2 separate regions of the Mus musculus genome follow, and region 2 is linked to region 1. The links are chromatin contacts, called in public HiChIP or PLAC-seq maps. All regions are on one chromosome and are shown on one strand. The core of a region is the stretch at or near the end of the contact, and the rest is flanking DNA. Distances in the headings are between cores, read along the strand shown. Region 1 overlaps Atrnl1 (attractin like 1). Region 2 overlaps Gfra1 (glial cell line derived neurotrophic factor family receptor alpha 1).

The links. HiChIP or PLAC-seq counts read pairs in DNA pulled down with a chosen protein or histone mark.
Region 2: a FOXA1 HiChIP or PLAC-seq map of pancreatic cancer cells shows a contact between it and region 1. The contact joins two enhancer-like sites.

Annotation. Positions count from the first base shown.
Region 1 is chr19:57,821,890-57,824,589 of GRCm38.p6, reverse strand. All of the region lies in intron 26 of Atrnl1 (attractin like 1), which reads right to left. Among named protein-coding and RNA genes, the nearest start is that of Gm52385, 100 kb to the left of the region's middle. Within about 2 kb of position 1,274, at least 16 of the 459 cell types and tissues checked have an H3K27ac peak or open chromatin away from gene starts, as enhancers often do. A contact at or near this core is called in pancreatic cancer cells, where this site is marked.
Region 2 is chr19:58,274,102-58,276,801 of GRCm38.p6, reverse strand. The region is part of intron 6 of Gfra1 (glial cell line derived neurotrophic factor family receptor alpha 1); the gene reads left to right. Among named protein-coding and RNA genes, the nearest start is that of Gm46650, 19 kb to the left of the region's middle. Within about 2 kb of position 1,306, at least 12 of the 459 cell types and tissues checked have an H3K27ac peak or open chromatin away from gene starts, as enhancers often do. A contact at or near this core is called in pancreatic cancer cells, where this site is marked.

The DNA of each region.
Region 1 (2,700 bases), core at 25-2,524:
AAATAGACATTATTTAAAATGTCTCCAATTTTATATGAGTAGTGACAATTTACACAATCACTTGATATTATTGGCATAAATTAGTTAATGGATTTTTATATTATAAATGCATTAATCTTCACATGCATTTTAATGTTATAATATATTTTAATTTTATTGTAAATTAATCATGTTTCCCAATACCATGACAACTCATAGAGATATGTTCCCCCATAATTATTATTTTATTAGTACTTCCCTAAAACACTAGTGATTGATTTACAATAGCTGGAATAATAGTCATAACTTCCTTAGCAGGCAAATATCCTACATAGAAAATGCTTCAGATGTAGGTAATCACTTCTCTTAGTTTTAACACTAATATGTTAGGAAGGTCTGTAAGATGATGGAGCACGAGGTTTCAGACTTATTTCTCTCTCTACTCCACACACTTGACAAGCATCTACCTACAGAGAGACCAATTCCCTCTTAGAGAAAGCCAGGGACCAACTGACAAGAGTGTACCCTGGGCAAATAAAAAATCTAAGCAGACAGGAAGACCAAGCTCACGTGCAAACAGCACAGCTCAAAAGTGTGGAAAGGGTGCCCCCAGCACAGCTGGAGAGGGTGCCAACAGCACAGCTGGAAAGGGTGCCAACAGCACAGCTGGAAAGGGTGCCCCCTGCACAGCAGCAAAGGGTACCCCCAGCAAAACTGGAAAGGGTGCCAACAGCACAGCTGGAAAGGGTGCCAACAGCACAGCTGGAAAGGGTGCCAACAGCACAGCTGGAAAGGTTGCCAACAGCACAGCTGGAAAGGCTGCCAACAGCACAGCTGGAAAGGGTGCCCCCTGCACAGCTGGAATGCCCAGCATTTCCTCTCAGAAATGAATGGTTTCTATGACAAATATAAGATTCCAAGCTTCGTGTTCATCCTTGACGGTACTGGGTGTTAAGTCACCGTGCTTTGAAGGCAAAGAGGACTCTAGAGAGCAAATAAATAACATTCAATGGGGGCATTCTTCCAGGGTTGTTCCCAAAGAGGGTGTGTCATCCTGAATGAGCCTGAAGGCATTTAACATAGAACTTCTCCCCATCTTTACTGAGGAAGTGAAAATCAAATCTAACACTCATCTTCTCCACGAGAACAGAAGAAATCAAGACAGATATTGAACTATGCAAGCTTTCCCAGATGTATCTCAAAAAAACTCATTTCAGTCTTTCTTTGAGAGGCCATGAAGCACAGCGGTCTCCTGGGGGCCACTGAGGGAACAGCTCTGGGCAAACACAAAGATTGGAGAGGCACCAGACATGTTGGCCTGGTTAAACATATACATAATTCTACAGGACCAGAGACCCAACATAAAGGAACACAGTGAAATGTGCTCCAGATGAAGGAATGCTGAGCCTCTACAGCAGTGGGCCTCAACTTTCCCAATGCTGTGGCCACCCAACCATAGCCAGAAACCCTGTGAAAGGACACTAGACTCTCTCCAAAGGGGCCACAACTCACAGGCTGAGAATAGCTGTACTAAAACCTGGTTTTATTGAATGAAGTCACATTATTTACTTCAGATAAAACCTCAGTCATTCAGAGACAAAGAGGTAATATATAAAAGGCAGACTTTGAAAGTAGAGGGGAAATAAAAAATTGAACAGATATCAGGCAGAGATCGCAGGCGCAGAATAAAAATCACTCAGGCCATGGATTCCACAGATCAAGGGAAGAAGAGGAGGGTGTGAGATGAGGAACCAGAATAGTCTAGCAGGATGCATAAAAGGCAAGGTAGACCAGATGGCTGAAGACAGGTGCAAGGATGTAGAGACAGTGATAAAGAACACTGCACAGGAGACATTACTCTAGTGGGAATGTAGGGGGCAGTGATAAAGGACACTGCACAGTGGACATTACTGCAGTGGGAATGTAGGGGACAGTGATAAAGGACACTGCACAGTGGACATTACTGCAGAAACAGGAAGGGAATGGGACAAAGGGAACAGAAACCTTACTCAAAGAAACAGTAGAGGAAAACTATCTAAACCTGGAGAAGAAAACAGAAGACTAATGCTAGCGAGTCAAAGGCTTTAAAAATAATACAAATCTAAAGAGAAGCCCATATAGCCCCAATAAAACAATCTGCTGGAGGCTCCGGCCATGAAAAGATGTTGCTTATGAGAAAGGGTCCACAGTATTTGTTGATTTTATTTTTTCAGGCTAAAATGATAAGGCTTTATATTCATGGTGCTAAAAGAATAACCAGAAAAAGAGGGGAAAAGGAAAGGCTAACCATGAGCAATATAGCAAAGACTTTCAAGATAGGAAAAATAGATACTTTCACAAACAAACAAATGCTGAATCTCACCACTAGAGCTGCTTTAGGAAGATTTCTATAATTGTAACTAAACCACAAAACCAGGTCAGCAACAGGAAGTACTTAGGAACAACAGGAAGTACTTAGGAACAGAGGACCCCAAGGCTGAAAGGCAAACAGGGAGACAGAATCAAGAAGGAACAGGGAATCTCAACAGAGTAGCACAAAAAGATGGAAGTTAATGTAAAAACTGCTAACCAAAGAAATCCTAAGACGGACCAGTGCCGCGGCTGAGTTCTGCCAAATACTCTACGAATTAACACCAGTTCTCTTAAAAAACTATTCCAAAATATAGAGATGGAAAGAATGCTCTCGAACTTATTTTAGGACGCCAGTGTCACCCTGACATT
Region 2 (2,700 bases), core at 57-2,556, 450 kb before region 1:
TCCTCTCCAACTTGCTTCTTGATCATGTTTGTGCAGGAATAGAAACCCTGACTAAGACACCAGATTTCATTGGATAATCAAGTCCTTTAATACTACATGGATTCTGGTGAGGTCCAAAGAACCAAAGGAGGGCCTGATTCATAGATAGGGCCACCTTCTTTTATGGGCATGCCCTGCCCCCCACATGTTCCTTCACAAAATCTCACTACCACCTATAAGCCAGGGGAACATGAAGACCAAGCATGAAGAACAAGTTTATGCTAGATGACTTCAAGACCCCAGGGGGAAAAATGTGTATTTCCTCCCTGCAAGGCTTCTACAAACACATGACAATTCCCTCTCCAAAGGATGCCACCTGTGGCCACCACTCTGGGACTCTAAGCAGGTGCTCCAGCCTCTCTTGCCTTGCGAGCTGGATGAGGAACCCTGGGTATGGAGAACTCTTCTTCCATACCCTCATAGGAAACCAGGTGTCTTGACACTAAAATCATGGTTAATGGCAGAATGGGACTCAGATAACAAGAACAGTAACACTTGAAGAACAAAAAGTAGTTCTTGCTGTTGTTTGCAGGCAGCCTTGTGTCCCACACGCTGCATTTCTTAGGTTTGTAGAAGGAAACCCCTAGGCTAAGATGTTAAACATTGTACTTAGCCACTGTGGTTAGTAAGGGATCCTATACAGGATCAGAGTTTTTCACCTAGGCTCAACATTGCCAGCCACATGGCTCTCATCTAAGGGTCTCTCCCAGGAAATCAGTTAGAGGTTACAGTAATCCAGGAGTTACACCAGTCTTGCCGATACCTGTTTGCCTATGCTTTATATAACATGATATTTCTTAAAAGTTACAGGAAAAGTAGTTACATGATCTCCCTGCCCACTGTCCAGAGACCATCTGCTGTTCAAGGGGATGCTTCAAGACTGTCATTATGATTATATTTCTATTTACAGCTAGCAGTGTGTTCCCTTTAATATGCTTTTCTCTGCATCAACCACCGTTGCTTAGGCTTCCTGACAGGCTCATGGCATTTGCCAGCCCTTTCTTCTTCTTTGAGGGTGGGTTTTTTTTTTTTCTGTGACAGAGGGTGATACGTTTCTACATTAGCGTCTATTCATTTCATTTTCATTTTCTCAGAGAAAAACAATCAGCGCTCATCACTGCTGTAGTCATGGAGATTTCCTGTCTCCAGAAGAAATCCAAACGTGGAGTTTCTTTGTTCGTCCTATGCTGGACATTTGCAGGTCCTTGGTTAGATCACAGCACTCCGGGCAGGGAGGGAAGCCACCGAAACCGATTACAGCATGACTCATAACCCAGTGTCAGCGGGGGAGGTGTGTGCGTGAGTGGTATCCAAGGGCTGCAGGAGCTGTTGTATACAGTAGGCACTCAGGTGGATAGTTGCTGGGCTGAGAGCCAGTGTTCCAGCCACCTATCAAAATGTGTCTTCTCAAGACGCATGTACTTGGGAGAGCCACAGCTGCAAACCCACCCTGTCTTTCCCACCACAACACTATTTTTTTGATGAGTTAGCCACACTCTGAGCCTCTCTGTAGCCTACCAGCTCTTTCCTGCTTGTTGACTGCCACCATTTTGGCACATTCTCTCCTTTTATATTTCTCCCTGCCCCTCAGTGCTTTGCTGTGATTCTTCTGGGAACATACCACACACACACACACACACACACACACACATACATACATACATACACACACTGTCCTCAGCTACATGCTTTGTGCCCCATTACTACCCAAGCAGTGTCCTAAGCAAATCTTTGCTGAACATCTGAGAGAGCTAAGCAAGAGTCTTTCTAACACACATCTCATTGTGTAGATGTGTCAGTTTAAAGTCCTTCCGCGGCTCCCGTGCCTTTAGGACAAAATCTAAAACTCAGTTTATTGAATATTTTCACTTTCAGGCTCACCTGCATCCCATCCTAGCTGAAATGCTTAGCAGAGCTCTTGGCGAGGTGTGTGCTTAGTGTAATGGTTGTGGGTCCTCTCTGGGGCTGGGGCTGGATGGATTGTGGCTATCCCCCAACCCTAGCCATGGAGTTTTATAACTTGGAAGGGTCCACACTGACCTTCTCCCAGCCTCAGGCTCCTCTTCTAGATAGCGGGGTCCACGCTACCAGTCAGTAAGGTTCTTGTGAGAGTTGAGAGCATGATGAACACAGAAACAAGCACCCAGCACATACAAACCCTTCATTACGGTTACCCTGGAATTACAGTAAACACAATAAGATGGAGGTGACCTCTGTGGGCCACACCCTCCTTTGCCTTTCCCTGACAAGTGTGCCCCTCCTTCTGTCTCAACCCTGGCAACATGACTTCTCTTAAGCCATTGTAGCCATGGGTTGAAAGCATTTGCAGCGGAGTTAGTGTGTAGTTTTAAAATCCAGGTTCTGTTGTGCCCTGTTTTCCTCTAGAATGAAGACTTATTTTTCTTAAGTATAAAATTAGGATTAGGGTATGAGGTGGGAGACTGGGCCAGGGAGATGATAGAAAGGGAGAGTGTGTGAGGGAAATGAGCCCAAACTAAGTGTTATAAAATACCACAGGGAAACCTGTTACTTTGCATGCTAATTAAAACATAATAAATAAATAAAATCAAAACTTAAAACAACAAAATATCTACCTCCTTAGAGGTTGCCAGGAAAAAACTAGGTCATTTGTAAAGCTGTATATTAAATTCTTCATTTGTC